2 separate regions of the Columba livia genome follow, and region 2 is linked to region 1. Evidence: chromatin contacts called from public Hi-C data. All regions are on one chromosome and are shown on one strand. The core of a region is the stretch at or near the end of the contact, and the rest is flanking DNA. Distances in the headings are between cores, read along the strand shown.

The links. A called contact is a pair of places that touch in the nucleus more often than the background predicts.
Region 2: a Hi-C map of liver shows a contact between it and region 1, with 4 times the contacts expected there. The contact joins the promoter of HOXA5 here to the enhancer-like site in region 1. A contact is called at or near these places in 2 of 2 Hi-C or Micro-C datasets (crop and liver).

Annotation. Positions count from the first base shown.
Region 1 is chr2:36,081,598-36,088,412 of bColLiv1.pat.W.v2, forward strand. It overlaps SKAP2 (src kinase associated phosphoprotein 2), which reads right to left. Exons shown (of 11, transcript XM_065051387.1): 9 at 3,561-3,673. Among named protein-coding and RNA genes, the nearest start is that of SKAP2, 110 kb to the right of the region's middle. Within about 2 kb of position 4,229, at least 1 of the 3 cell types and tissues checked has an H3K27ac peak away from gene starts, as active enhancers do.
Region 2 is chr2:36,316,985-36,324,088 of bColLiv1.pat.W.v2, forward strand. HOXA5 (homeobox A5) reads right to left here and starts at 4,040. Exons shown (of 2, transcript XM_005513488.3): 1 at 3,234-4,040; 2 at 1,199-2,267. The coding sequence starts at 3,795. The coding sequence ends at 2,017. HOXA3 (homeobox A3) reads right to left here. Exons shown (of 4, transcript XM_065051388.1): 2 at 216-320. HOXA6 (homeobox A6) reads right to left here. Exons shown (of 3, transcript XM_065051393.1): 3 at 4,921-6,204. The coding sequence ends at 5,945.

The sequences.
Region 1 (6,815 bases), core at 2,979-5,478:
AAAGTATAAATGACTGAATTAGCTTACAAGTTAAGAAGCATCAGTAACTCTAGCAAGCAGGTGCCTGCTAAAATCTAAGTAAGTTTCCATTACTACTTGCATTTGGCTGATGAAACTATGGAGTTTCCCAACACAAAACATGCACCAAAAGGAAACAAACAAATACTGCAAGAGCTGCACTTGCATAAATTGTGCACACCCAACTTAACAAAACAAAACAAAAAAAATAGCACTACCTCCATTCACAGTTGTCTTTGATTCTGGAAATTTATTTCTTGCATAAGAGCTATGGAAGATTTATAAAAAGGTTTGTTATGTCATGGTTTGTCATGGCGTTTATCAGATGGGCTTGAAACCACAGGCAAGCCCATAAATAAGCAGGTGTTAAGAGCAATCATCCTTTTAGAAAATAGGACATCAAAATATTGCATTTCTAATAGTCAATATTAACCAAGAAATGTTATTAATGAGTCCCTCTATGAGTAGAGCTATAAAATGTTTTCTGCTGCATAGCAGGAGAGGGGTATATTAGTTTTCTGAAAGTTTACATGAATCATAGCGTAAGTTATAAAAGCCACTTGAATATCAGGAATATTATAAATTAAAATGATAATAGTACGAGTTTATCTGTATGGATACATTGATCAATTACACTGAAAAGTTTACTATTTTTTTAAAGCAAAGTTAACAAGTACTATTTCAACAGTTCCTGTTAATTCTGCTCAGATTAAGAACTCAGCTTCTGAAGGAAACTCTCAAACCTAGAAAACGGTTTTTTTTTGTAAGAGCCGATAGGACTGGTGCCACACAAAAGCTACAACGGACATAAATAATTTAGATAATAGCTAAAAGAGTTTTTTAATGCACCTTTAAGAGAGGGAAAACATCATTTTCTACAGTAATTACACTAGCTGGACATAGGTATTTGTGTTCTCAGAGTACAGGGATGCAAATCATGCTCATTACACTAACACTGAATTTTGATGCTCAGTTTAAAGCAAATTATGGGGGATTTGTCTTTGCATAACACTTAGCTATTTTAGGAAGTAAAAGCTGCCAAACTGAAACCTTGTTCATTCTCCTAAAAGGCATTCACCTCGAAACTTACATGTAACACATTGCTCCTTTTTGCCTAATTTAAATTACACCAATGCTCAGATTTGCTAACCTGGTTCATAACTACTTCTGTTGTACTAATGATCTCATTTCTTGGAAACAAAATAGTCACTTTTCCCCTAATGTCTATAAAGGTATGTGAAAAGCAGGTAAAAATATATTGCTTTGGCATGACTATTGCTGGGAGAGACAAATATCTACCTTATCACGTTCATCAGAGGACGCTATACCATTTATATTTCATGATAAAACAAAGCACTATTACATGTTCCACAGATATGCTCAGTATTTTGTTAATGCTTCACCCTTCCTACCATAATACCACTATACCTGTACTTACTTCCTCATCAGTAAAATGTGATTTTCGAGAGTAATGTTCACACCTGGCTGACATATGATAGAAAGGCAATAAAGCCATAGCTAGGTTCAAGCTGAAGCTGAATTTATGACACCATTTTGGATCCATACACATCGTGTCCTGTCAGTAACTGCATCTCTCATCTTCAACCACTAGATGGTGTGAAAAAATTAAAAAATTGCTGAGGATTCCTGCCCACTGCCACAAAATCCAAGTATTAGTGTAGTGGATTAGGAAATATTTTTTGAAGAAAAGTCTTGACCCACTTCCGGACAGTTAGGTTCACTTTTCCTTCAGTTATATTTTCCACTTACCAGACAAAGAGTTCATAAATGATCAGACCTTGAAACTGAATCAAGTGGAGGGTTAAGGCAGATAATTCTCTGGCAGTTTCCCCTCCAAGGACTCCAAATTCAGAGCTGACAGTAGTGGCCAACACTCATTTTTCTGAAAAAGCTGTAACAACCTCTAAGTGAAACAGGGCTGAATTTTCTGGATTGTATTTTGGAGTAGAAATCATTCCCAAAGAGGAAGGCTCTATATATCTGAAGCAGCAACAAGCTAGTTTCAAGGACTGATTATAGATTAATCACAGCATGACTGGAAGATAGTTGATATGCAGAGGACAGCTTAAACTACTGTTTTTCTATTCTGCTCCATTTTTTAAATTCAATTCCTCACTCTTTTGAGGAAGGAGTAGCAAACGATTTTTTTTCACCTACAAGCTGAAGACTAAGATTTTATTAGTCCCCACACCATAGCAGAAGGGCACAACCCACAAAGAGGCCAAACCTGTACAGTAGTGTCCGTTTGTTCATGGGCTTTTTGGGAGGAGGGGAAGGGGGAACAGGTGCTTATTTAAAATTTTTTACAGTGTATAAAATGTATTTTATACAGTGCTGTATAACTGCTTGAAAGTCTGCCCAATCCAAGAGTGTTATCTGGCCTTTAGTAATGCAATTCAGTTATTAGTTTAAGTGACAATGAAATACCTCAAAAGACATACATGGTCACATTACCGTTAGTAATATGTCTTCTATATTTTTATATAGGACTATCTTTCCATCCATAAATCTTAAATTTATTTAAACAGAAGCTCTTACATTTATTATCCGGAAACATTGCAGTTAAAGGTATCACGGAAGATTTAAAGCAATTGTGACAAAACTGAAGAGTTTGAAACTAAGACAAACAGATGCCTTTAAGCTTTCCCGCACCTACTTGTGTATTTCAACAACCTACAATAACTTTGGCATTAATTATATTGAACACAATTACATCTGGGATATATATTACACATATATTTTAAAAGGTGGTGTGTTTTTTGAAATGAGAAGTTGAAAAGCTCAGCTTTTTTTCTAATATGTGGGGAAAAAAGAAATTTCCTTTGATGAATTATTTGGAAGTGGACTTCAATGGATCATGAGCTATATATTTCAGGAGAGGTTTTGGTTTTGTTGAGAGGGTTAAAGAAAAACAGGAAAATTAAACAAAATTAAAGTAGAATAAAATTTTCTGCTTATGCTGTCTATCATCACCTTAGATGAGAAGAATTATATTTCTCATTTGCTTTGCAAACAGCAAAGTAGTAAATTAAAAATCGTCCAGATCTGTCAGAGCAAACAAATTTGGAATCTGAACTGTCAGAACAATTACGATATACCTACAAAGATGAAAGTATCATTCAAAAACCTAAACCATCTTCTGTAGCAAGATGGCCCAAAAGTCAGAATCAGCCTTCAGGAATATGAAACAGGAAACTAGAAACATAACATACAAGATAATTTAAAATTCTACAAGGTTAACTTTTGCCAGCAGAAAGCACATTGTATCCCGTTAAATCAGTTAACAAACGATAGTCAGGATTTAACAAGTAAATAAACATGCTTTTAAGTTAATTCCTGTTACACAACTATGTTTTAAATGTGATTATAGTTCATTTGACAAAATAATTAATTGCAGTGAATATCTGATTGCAAACAAAGGATCTGAAAGGGAGTGTCAGTTTCCCCCCATAGAACTGTGGGAATGTGCCCTTCTGCCACCTCTCTTCTTACAGCTATGTAGCCCCACTAGCATCCCATACCTTGCTGAGAATGTAGATAACGTCACCACGTTTAAACGTCAGCTCATCAGGTACATCTCCTGTGCAATCCCACAAACCTTGATAGAAATTCGCATAATCGGTGTTTTTGCTATCTGTGAAGAAAGAAAACAGCATCTAATCACAAAAGGATAAAGACTGGGGGACTACAGCTATTCTTTAAATCTCCAGATAGTACAAAGCAATTTATTAGCACACACTTCTTACTCCTGTTTTTAGAAACAGCTCCTTCATACCACAAAAGCAAGTGGAAAACAAGTTTAATGCGCAAGCCCTTCACTGGCAAGTCATATCACTTCAAGACATGTAGCTACAGGTTTTCAAAGCATTTTTCAGCTGCAACTTAGAGCAGCTAGTTTTCCTCTACTAAGATATTTCCAGCAAGCCACATTTGTATCTCAACTTGGAACAGATAAAATTGCTAGGATAGAATTAATAATAGTCTGTGAAAGGAAGCCAAAGTAAGTATTTTGTGTTATGCTCCCCTCCCTCCCTCTCCTGTTCCAACAAAACTAAGTAACTTCTCTGAGAACCTTTGAGATAATCCTTGATTGTTCCTTTTGAAATACTGGAGAACTTGGAAACTGTTGCTGAAGCTGCATTTTAAAAATATTTGTGTCAGCTTCAGTTTAGGACGTTAAGCCCTGGCTAAACATGCAACTACACTACAGCCATAAACTCATCCTTCTAACAGCATAAGCACAATGGATGTGCTGTGTTCAAGCTGCCATACAGACCATTAACTGATTGATTATTTAGCACTCTTTGCTCTGTAATACGGCAATAACACAGTAATAAATGCTTTGTCATATACTTACAATACAGAGTACATCTATTGAAACACAGCGGTTAAATACACTGGGTGCTTCTGTTACACTGCAAACTATTTCCTGTTTTTAATTCCAGGAGAATGGAGTGCGATGAGTTAATGCAAAAAGAATGTAAGCAATACCACTCAGATGACCAGTTACATTATGTATACACTAACCAGACAGAATGTATATGTACTAATAATTTACATCACTGGAAAGCTATCTTCTAATTCTGACAACATAAATATCACTGAACTGGCTGGATCAAGGCTGTCATCTTAGTTTTGTTATATGATCCTTGAACAGCAGGCTTGCTGGTTATTCCAACATATACCAGTTACATTTGCATGTCGTTAGCACTCTACACCATTATTTATAGTTTATAATTTAATCATGATTGGTTCACTTTATTACTGAAAAAATCCTGCTAAAATATCAAGTATCAAGCAATAGAAAGTGTCATGCTATAAATAAATATAGCAGTATTCAACTTGTATTTTTCCCTATTTTGACAAATACTTAGATTTTAATTTTATTATACTCTGTATGAGCAAGAGGAGCAAGAGAATAAATATTGTCTATTTATCCATTCCATCTGTGTTCTGTGCTATCTTGTTTTGATGGCAATACTGTCATAAGGTAAAATATTCACAACCTTGAACTTAAAGCTGTTAGGCACATTAACCACCGTTTAATTTTCCATAAACTGGTGATTAGTAGCTACCACTTGCTATATAGCACTAGAGGGCGTTCTGACTACCAGTGCACAAATTCTGTCACCACACCAAAAGCAGCAATATATACATATATATTATACAAACTCATGACCACACAGAAATAAGAGATGTGGTTATTGTAAAATGCATAGACAGAATAATTTCAAGAGGAAGGTGGAATCAGTTAGAAATGTTGCACCTCCAAATTTTGGCTCTTCCCATTTGTCAGGCTCATTATTCACCAATTTAGCATTAGATAATTACAAATAGTAACACCGGTTAGTGGCAAATTAATTTGTGATAAATATTAAGAATCTCTCCTCAGTCTTTTGATACGGCACTGATCACAGTTCCCAGCTCTATCTTGTAAAAGATACTGTAAGTCCATGTGAAAAAAAAACTGAGAGCTATTTCTGTATATCCCACCTACCAAACCTTTCAGCAGTTGTCTTACTGATTTGGTTTAAAATACAAATCACGACTTTTACTTCTTCAGAACTGCACTGAAATGCATCATGACTTTTCACGTTGACCTTTATCGCTTTGAGGTCTGTTCTTACCTTTATGTGTCTGAAGTAACTCCTGTTAACAGTAATGGGAGTTACATGGGGAACATCAGCAACAGAAGAGATCCCACAGCAGGCAAGACACAATCTGTCCCTAGATGTTCATCATGAGCATTTAATTAAGCTTTAAATTGGGAAAGCCACTCAACTAATAACATAGCAACACTCAAAAAGATGCATTTTAAAATAAGCTTATTCCTGCAGTGAAGATGTTGCCCAAGGACCAACTATGGCTCTGTGCCCTCATGCATGAATTCAGCATAAGGTAGAGTTGTTCAAATCAGAAAGCCACATTTCTCAGAAGACCATATACTGCTATACCAGGAGCACAGAAATGAAAGATAAGGAGAGAAAGTATCAGTGTAAGTTTGTGAACAACTATGCAGTGTTAATTTTAAATTTGAAATCCCCTCCCATGCCCACCAGGACAAGTTTCTCCAAATTCTGTAAGTGCAACAACACACGCATAAAAGCCAATTGTCTATTTAACTTCAGAATCTATACATCTAAAGGGCAAAATGCTTCATAAAATGATTCATATTGCTTCACAAACACAGAGGTAGAACAAAAAAAAAAAACCTGCAAAAACCTTTGTAAAACACAGCCTCTTTTTCAGTTAGAGAAGATGCTGTCAAATTTCATTTGATTGCCTCCAAAGAACTGAATAAAACAAAACCAGGAGACCCGAACAAAGGAATTTGGTACTTATATGGAAATGAAATTATGTGGAGCTTCTGATACTACTGCGTAGTATCTGAGAACAGTTGGTGGATTTAGCATCAAGGATTTATGTGCCCATTACAGTTCAAATTCAAAAGGTATCGATATGCTGATGTTACTCTGCCACAATTACAGTCTATTCTTATACACTGTGTAATGTCTTATGACTTAAAAATATTATGATAATTGCTAAGCTAAAGTCTGTCACAATTTGAAGACACGGTCAAGCCACAAATATGAATAAGATATGATTGAAAAAAACTGAAGTGTGTAGCAGAGGGTAGAAGCAGTTTGGTTTTACCTACCCACTGCTTTTAATATTACCAATCACAAGAAATGGCTGAGCAGGATTTTGGACAGGTTGTTTCTCCAGGACATACTTCTTTCCTTCCAGGACAGCTATCTGGATGAACAATTATCCAA
Region 2 (7,104 bases), core at 2,790-5,289, 240 kb after region 1:
TGGATTTGCAGCGCAACCTGGATCATTAGTGGTTGATCCTGCCTCTAGGGCTCGGTGGGACCGTCCTGAAAAGCTCCAGGCGGAGAGGAAAGGAAAGAGAAAGAGAAAGAGAAAGGAAGAAAGAGAGAGAGAGGCGAGAGGCAGCCAGAGCGAGCGGGAGCCTCGGCTTCCCCACTGTACAAATAAACTTTAAGGAACTTGTGCACAAAACTTACCTTTGACTTGCAAGGAGCCATTTTTCATACAGTATTGAGAACTTGTGGTTTGGATACTTCTGTCCCTAAACCTGACAATTAGAATGGCCAGGAGGCACACGTAGCCTGCAAAAGAGTCAAATGAAGTCCAGCGTCAGTGAGATTATATGTTATGTGGTATATAATGTTGGATGTCAACTCCCCAAAACCATAAAACTTACTTTAATGGCACCACGTGACTTTTTATAGCCAGTGAGCCTATCTGTCTGTGCTATGGATGATTTTACGATCTAATTCATAGACAAAACCCTATTCATTTGGCACCCAAATGTCATATAGCCGGAACTGGAGCTTATAAAGTTTACTGTTTTATAACTTTTAAGGGAAGGCATCAATGTAACCAGTCAGTAAATGTGCAAATCTTTAGTTGCTCTTAGAAGCTCAGAAGAGTTAACCATTCAAGCTCTGATGGGGTAAGTAACATTACGTTTATAGCAAACTAATTGTAGCGAGGAAAAACAAAAATTTTTAAAGGGTGAAAAGTGGGAATGTGGCTAGCGAGGGTTACTAATAGGCGCAGAGAGCTCAGACGTGGCTGTCCTGCAAATATACTTAATGAAACCACAGGATAAATTCTGGAGCGATGCAAACACATCTTAGAGTTCGCAGCGTGTTTTAACAAAGCACTTTTTTTTTTTCCCCAACCATCAGCAAACAGCTAACAGTTGATTCACTCACAAAGGGTGTTGATTGTGGTCCTACCACGCAGTTTTCCTCCTAGCGAGAAATCAGTGGGGAAGAACTTACGGTCAAACTTTCAATTAAAAATATTGGTAGCGGACAACCGCAGCATCTACCATTCGTAACGTGCAGCAGGAGCCAGGTAAAATATTATTATATACTCTGCACGTTTGGGTTTTTTTTGGGTTGGTTTTTTTTTTTTTTTTTCAGAGGCAAACCAAGAAGCACAACTTCTTGCTTTGCACAAACCAGATCACGAAAACTTTACAATAGAAAGTTTATTTTTTTGTTGATTTCCAGTCAGTTTTTTTAAAAACAAATACAAAAAAAAAAAAATGCTGATCACAGTTTGCTCAAACAGCCAGACTTTGACTATATTTGTAACTTTGTTCACAAAAAACATACATCACAGAAGCTGCGCTTAATAAGAGCCACTTCTAAGAGTTCGTGCAAAGAGTCATATACAAAGGCACAGCAAGGACATACTGCTTGGAATCACAGTTTTCGTCACAGATTCACTATTCACTACACGTAGGACAAGTTCAGTTGATTTCATCATTTCACCTCTACAACAGCATTAATTACACAGGAATTATATAGGTAGTTTGAATAAAAATATTTTTAACAGCTTGGAGCTATACAGACATTAACACTTGACCACACATGCACAGTTAAGCAGGTTGAGTGCAACACATAACATTTGTACTAAACCGGGGGAGGGCTTCTTTCTCTCTCTCTTTTTTTTTTTTAACCTTTTTTTTTGTTCTTTTTTGTTTAGTTATGTTTTGTTTTAACAGTTACTTCAAGTAACACAGCTCGCTTCATATAAATAAGTTAAAACATCTATTATTTTTTTCAAGACAAAGCCATTCAAGACAAAGAAATGTACGATAAAAGCAGATCTACTTATACACGCGAGAGAATGGTAATAAACAGGCTCATGATTAAAAGATGAATAAGGGCGACAATAACAGGGTTTCTTCACAGAAGTAACACAAGGAAGTTTTAGAAAGTCAACTTAGTACTGACATGAGACGCAGGGTCAGCTAATACTGCTCAGTACTTTTAATTGATCAAACGCTTAGGGACGGAATGCCCCTCCTGCAGCTGCCATGCTCATACTTTTCAGCTTATTATCCTTTTTCCATTTCATTCTCCTGTTTTGGAACCAGATCTTTATTTGTCTCTCTGAGAGGCAAAGAGCATGTGCTATTTCAATCCTTCTTCTGCGGGTCAGGTATCTATTGAAGTGAAATTCCTTTTCCAGCTCCAAGGTCTGATAGCGGGTGTAAGCAGTCCGAGCCCTTTTCCCTTCTGGTCCCCCTATGTTGTCTGGAAGAGAAAAGTACATGATTTAGATTCTCAGCAGCCACTCGGAGCCTTCGTGTCTTATTGCAGCTACTATGGACCAGGACCGTTATTCTCAGTCCTTCTTGGTTCTGTTTCTGGTTTGGATAAACGCTCAACAAGTTTCCCCCTCCAGACCCTTTTAGGAACGATTTGGGGGAGGGGAATTTGGTGGTCTCGGTAAGTTTTCGCTTGGATTTGGGGTTCGATTTCTAAAATTGATTTATTGGGGGCTTTTTAAGGCTATCTTCCCCCACCTCTCCCTTAGATGAGCCGGTTTGTAGCATGCCTCTGCTGCTAGCTAGTTTTCAGGGCTGGGAGAGAAAAGCTGAAGCGTGCAACCCTTTCCCACGGCTGAGCTGGGGAAGGCTCTGGGAAGCAGCGAGCCCTCGGTCGCTCCCCCAGCAGCAAGGACAGGGCAGGTACCCGGGGCTGAAAGTTGCTCCGCTTCCCCGCGCCCCTCAAGCTCGTTCCCCCGGAGTTTGGGGCGACTGTCCCCCCTCCCCCACGGCTTCCCAGCAGTGAAAACTGCCCTCTTCGCCCTCTCCTATTCTCTTTTTAATATGGCTCGGCAAAATAAATGGGGTCAGCCGCGCCGTTCCCGCTGGAGGATTCCCCTTGCAGAGGAGAGCCGGGAGCAGCCTCGGCTCCCGATCCTCCTTCGGAAAGGCGCTTTCTGCTCCCCCGCTGCCCGCCGGGGCCGGCGCTGGGAGCCGGGCGGGCTGGGTTTTTGGGGCCGGGAGGTTTTTTCTTTTGGGGGAGGACTTGCCCGGAGAAGAGAGCATACTTCCCTGCTAGCAGAGTTATGCTGTTCGCGGAGGCTGCCCGTTCTCACGCCCTCCTCTCCCCCTTTCCCCCTCTCCCCGACCTTGCTCGGCGCAGCCACCCGGTTTACATTAAATCCTCCTTTTCCTCCAGAGAAATAAAGAAAGAACAGGGTATTTGCTTTACCATGACTTATGTGCAGTTTTCGCATCCAGGGGTAGATCTGGGGCTGTGAAGGCTGGGCTGTGCTTTGGTCGGTCGGGGCACTTGCCTGCTCGCTGCTTGCTGGAGTGTCTTCCTCAGTCCCAGACGAGGTGCCAACCCCGTCTCTGCTGATGTGCGTGTTGCTGCTGGAATTGGACGAAGTGCTGGTGGAGTTGGCGAGGGAGTTTTTCACCCCGTGGTGACTCTCGCTGACAGGCGAACCGGCCACGGCGGTGCAGGGCAGAGGGTCAGGGGGAGGCGAGTGGGAAGCCGTCGCGGACTGGTTGTACCTGGGCTCTGTCGAGGCAGAGGTGGTGTTGGCCGGGTAACTGCGGGGTCTCTCATTGGCACCAAAGTGGGTGGAAGCAGAGCGCCCGACGCTGAGGTCCATGCCATTGTAGCCGTATCCGTACCTGCCGGAGTGCATGCTGGCGGAGTCCCTGTATTGCTCGCTCACCGAGCTGTGATCTCCATAATTATGTAACTGGTAGTCCGGGCCATTTGGATAGCGACCGCAAAATGAGTTTACAAAATAAGAGCTCATTTGTTTTTTGATATGTGTGCTTGATTTGTGGCTCTTGGTCGTTTTGTGCGTCTATAGCACCCTTGCACAATTTATGATGAATTATGGAAATGACTGGGACATGTACTTGGTTCCCTCCTACGTAGGCACCCAAATATGGGGTACGGCTTCACATCACGTGCTTTTGTTGTCCAGTCGTAAATCCTGCCTGATGACCTCTAGAGGTAAACTCGTGCACTGGTGGGGGAGCTGGGAGGGCGCGGGCGGCCCGGGGCGCGCCGCCGCTGCGCGCCGCCGCCGCCACCGCCCGCCCGTCCGCCGGCCTCCAGCGCCACCCGCTGGCGGCGCGGGGGATGACGGCGGCTCCGCGGGGTCGGCCCGGGGTGACGGCCCCCGACGGTGGCGCGGAGCGGCGCGGAGACGCGCGGAGCAGGGAGCGCCGCCACTGCGCCCGGCGCCACCGCCGCCACCAGCGGCACCGGGAGCGGGCAGAGAGGCGGCGGGGTCGGCGGGGTTCGTTCCCCCCGTCCGGCCGCCCGAGAGCCCTGTGTGCTACGCTTTGTGCCCGTTGTCTGCTCCGGGCGAGGCTATTCACACCAGTTCACAAACCCTACATGATACCTCCTCGGATGCTGGCAACGCTTATGTTCATTTTATAGATTTTTTTTGTTTAATTATTTTTTTTTGTCCCCCCTTTTTTTTCCGTACCAGAGGTTTCGAGAGGCACCCGGGTCCTGCCGATCTGCAATGGCAGGTAGCTATAAAAGATAAAAATCGTGCAACATTTTTCCTACTAGGGGGTCAAATTCCAGGCGGCTTTACGGCCGCCGTTATTTTTCCGCATCTCGGAAAAAGCATAAAAATTTCAAAATAAAGAAAAAAGAAACACAACCACAAAATCTAAATGCAGCGGTAGCCATTTTGCATTAGTATTTTCTAGATTTGGCTTTTAAAATATTTAGAGCAGTAGCCCAAAATGTGCTGCCTTCCAAACAATAGAGCCTTGATGCGCATACAAGTCTATTTGTACATAGTTTCACACGCACACTCACGCACACACAATATAATATAGAGATATATAACCTATATAGTAGTCAATATTTTCGCTGCGCTTATTTTCCTTATACAGAACGCGAAGTGGAAGCATTTTATGGCAGCTACTTTTATTTAGATTATCTATCTTTTATTTTTTTTTTTCCCCCAGTGCTAATAAATGAGAGTGCGAATTAAGATACCACAAAAACAGGGTAGAAGATCCCCGGGTTAATATGTCAGACACATTTTTTTAAATAAACAAAGAAAAAGAAGATGAAAGGTCGACCCAATCCCACGAAGCCCTAGGAAATGTAGTCCATAATTCAAAGCCCCTTCGGTGTAGAGCTGCGCTCACCGAAACCTCAGTGTAAGCTCAACGGGAAACACAGAAATTCGCCCGCTTCTAAACCTCTTCCCTTGCTTCCTCTGAAGTTTAACGCCGAGTTTTTCCTTTAGTACTAGTAGTGCAGATTAGGCAGTTTAGCGGCATTTTAAAAAGAATCTCCCTGCAATTCATCTTCGCTTTAACTGCAAGTTTATACCTAGGGCTTTACACAACGATTTTTTTTTAACGATTTGTCTTCTTTTTGCTATTTAAATATCTTACACATGCGTAAAACTTTTTTTTCCTCCCCTGCAGACCATAAGCTACCAAAAACAGCATAACGACACAGCCCGACGTAGCAGGAGCTAACAAAAATATAAACCTAAGATTTTCTAAAATCCTTCGTATTTCTGCAATATGAACAATTCTAATTAAAAAAAAAAAAAAATCACTCGCTTATCTCTTCTCACACAAGCACACCAGGGACACTCACCAACATACAGATGCTCACCTCAAATGTTTAAAAATCTGGGCCATTTCTATACTAGTTTTAAGCAATGCCATCTGCACTTTGGAAAGGTCGTTATATACATACATGCCTGTAGCTCGAAAGCTAGGACTTCCACATATATTAGAGTTACAGATGATTGCAAATGTACGTATTTTAACCAAGCCTTTTGGGAATTAATAGACTGTGACAAACCTATCAGATTTTAGTAGCAGAAGGAACACAAGGTAAATAATAATAGTAATAGTAATGGTAATAGTAAGCGCTAAGGAAAGGCCTGGTAGCGTTTATTAAATGTGGTTCTACTCCCCTGACTTTTCCTCTGTTTCTTCGCTGCTGGGCTGTGTGGAATTTATGAATTTGTTTTCCTTTTTCCATTTCATCCGCCTGTTTTGAAACCATATTTTAATCTGGCGTTCAGTAAGGCAGAGAGCGTTTGCAATCTCAATACGTCGTCTTCGGGTTAAGTATCTGTTAAAATGAAATTCTTTCTCTAACTCTAGCGTTTGGTATCTGGTGTAAGTTTGCCTCCCTCGTCTCCCATGAGTTCCATATACTGTACCTGTAGAAGTAAAGACAAAATGATCGCATTGGACAGGGCCCAGTGATTTCATACCAGAAAGAACGGTTAGTATATTCTGCCTCCTTTTGCAGGCACGATCACGGGGCGGCGGGGGGGGAGGGAGCTGTTGGGGGGGTGGGCTGCTCTGGTTTCCTGGAGGTTCCCCCCCCCCTCTTATTCCTTTTCTCGTGCCTGACTAGCTGTAAATACGGATGTGCAGCGGGCTTAGGGTGGTGGGGTGACTAGGATATAAAGAGGCTTTAATGTGGACCTAGCGAAAGTGAAGTAGGTAGCACCCGTGTGAATCGCTAAGCAGTGGCTTTCCTCTGCATGTTGAGAGCCTGTGTGCGCGCACACACATACACAAGTGTGCGATCCGGGGAGCTGCACGCATGTGTGTGTGTGTGCAGGCATATGCGAGTGTGTTTACACAAACACACTCTATTGCCATGGCTGTGACTACAGAGGGTCTGTAATTTAAGTATAATTATAGACATCAGCTAAAGATCATAGAAGATCCTTTGCCATTTGCTCCGGAATTTATTGCCCTTGAATGCAAAGCAGCATTAGAATGGTCTTGCTAAAAGTTTAACTTTCCAAAAAATGAATTAGACCCACAGTCCAGCAAACACAAACTCGGTAGGAGGGGAGTCATTAGCAAACTCTGGAAGTAAACGTCTCAATATGGGATTATTAAATATAAGTGCCACCCCAATACAACCCTCCCCACCCCCCAGCACCACTCCTGGACAGAATAGTTCAATTATGTGAAGTTCACTTGTAAGTCAGAGAAAATCGGCGGTGCCATGGAAGTGCGCCCACGGCCCCAGAAACGTGCTCTCAATATCCAATACTTACAGGCTAATGAGCTGGGGGAGGGGGGTGAGGAGGAACGTGCCA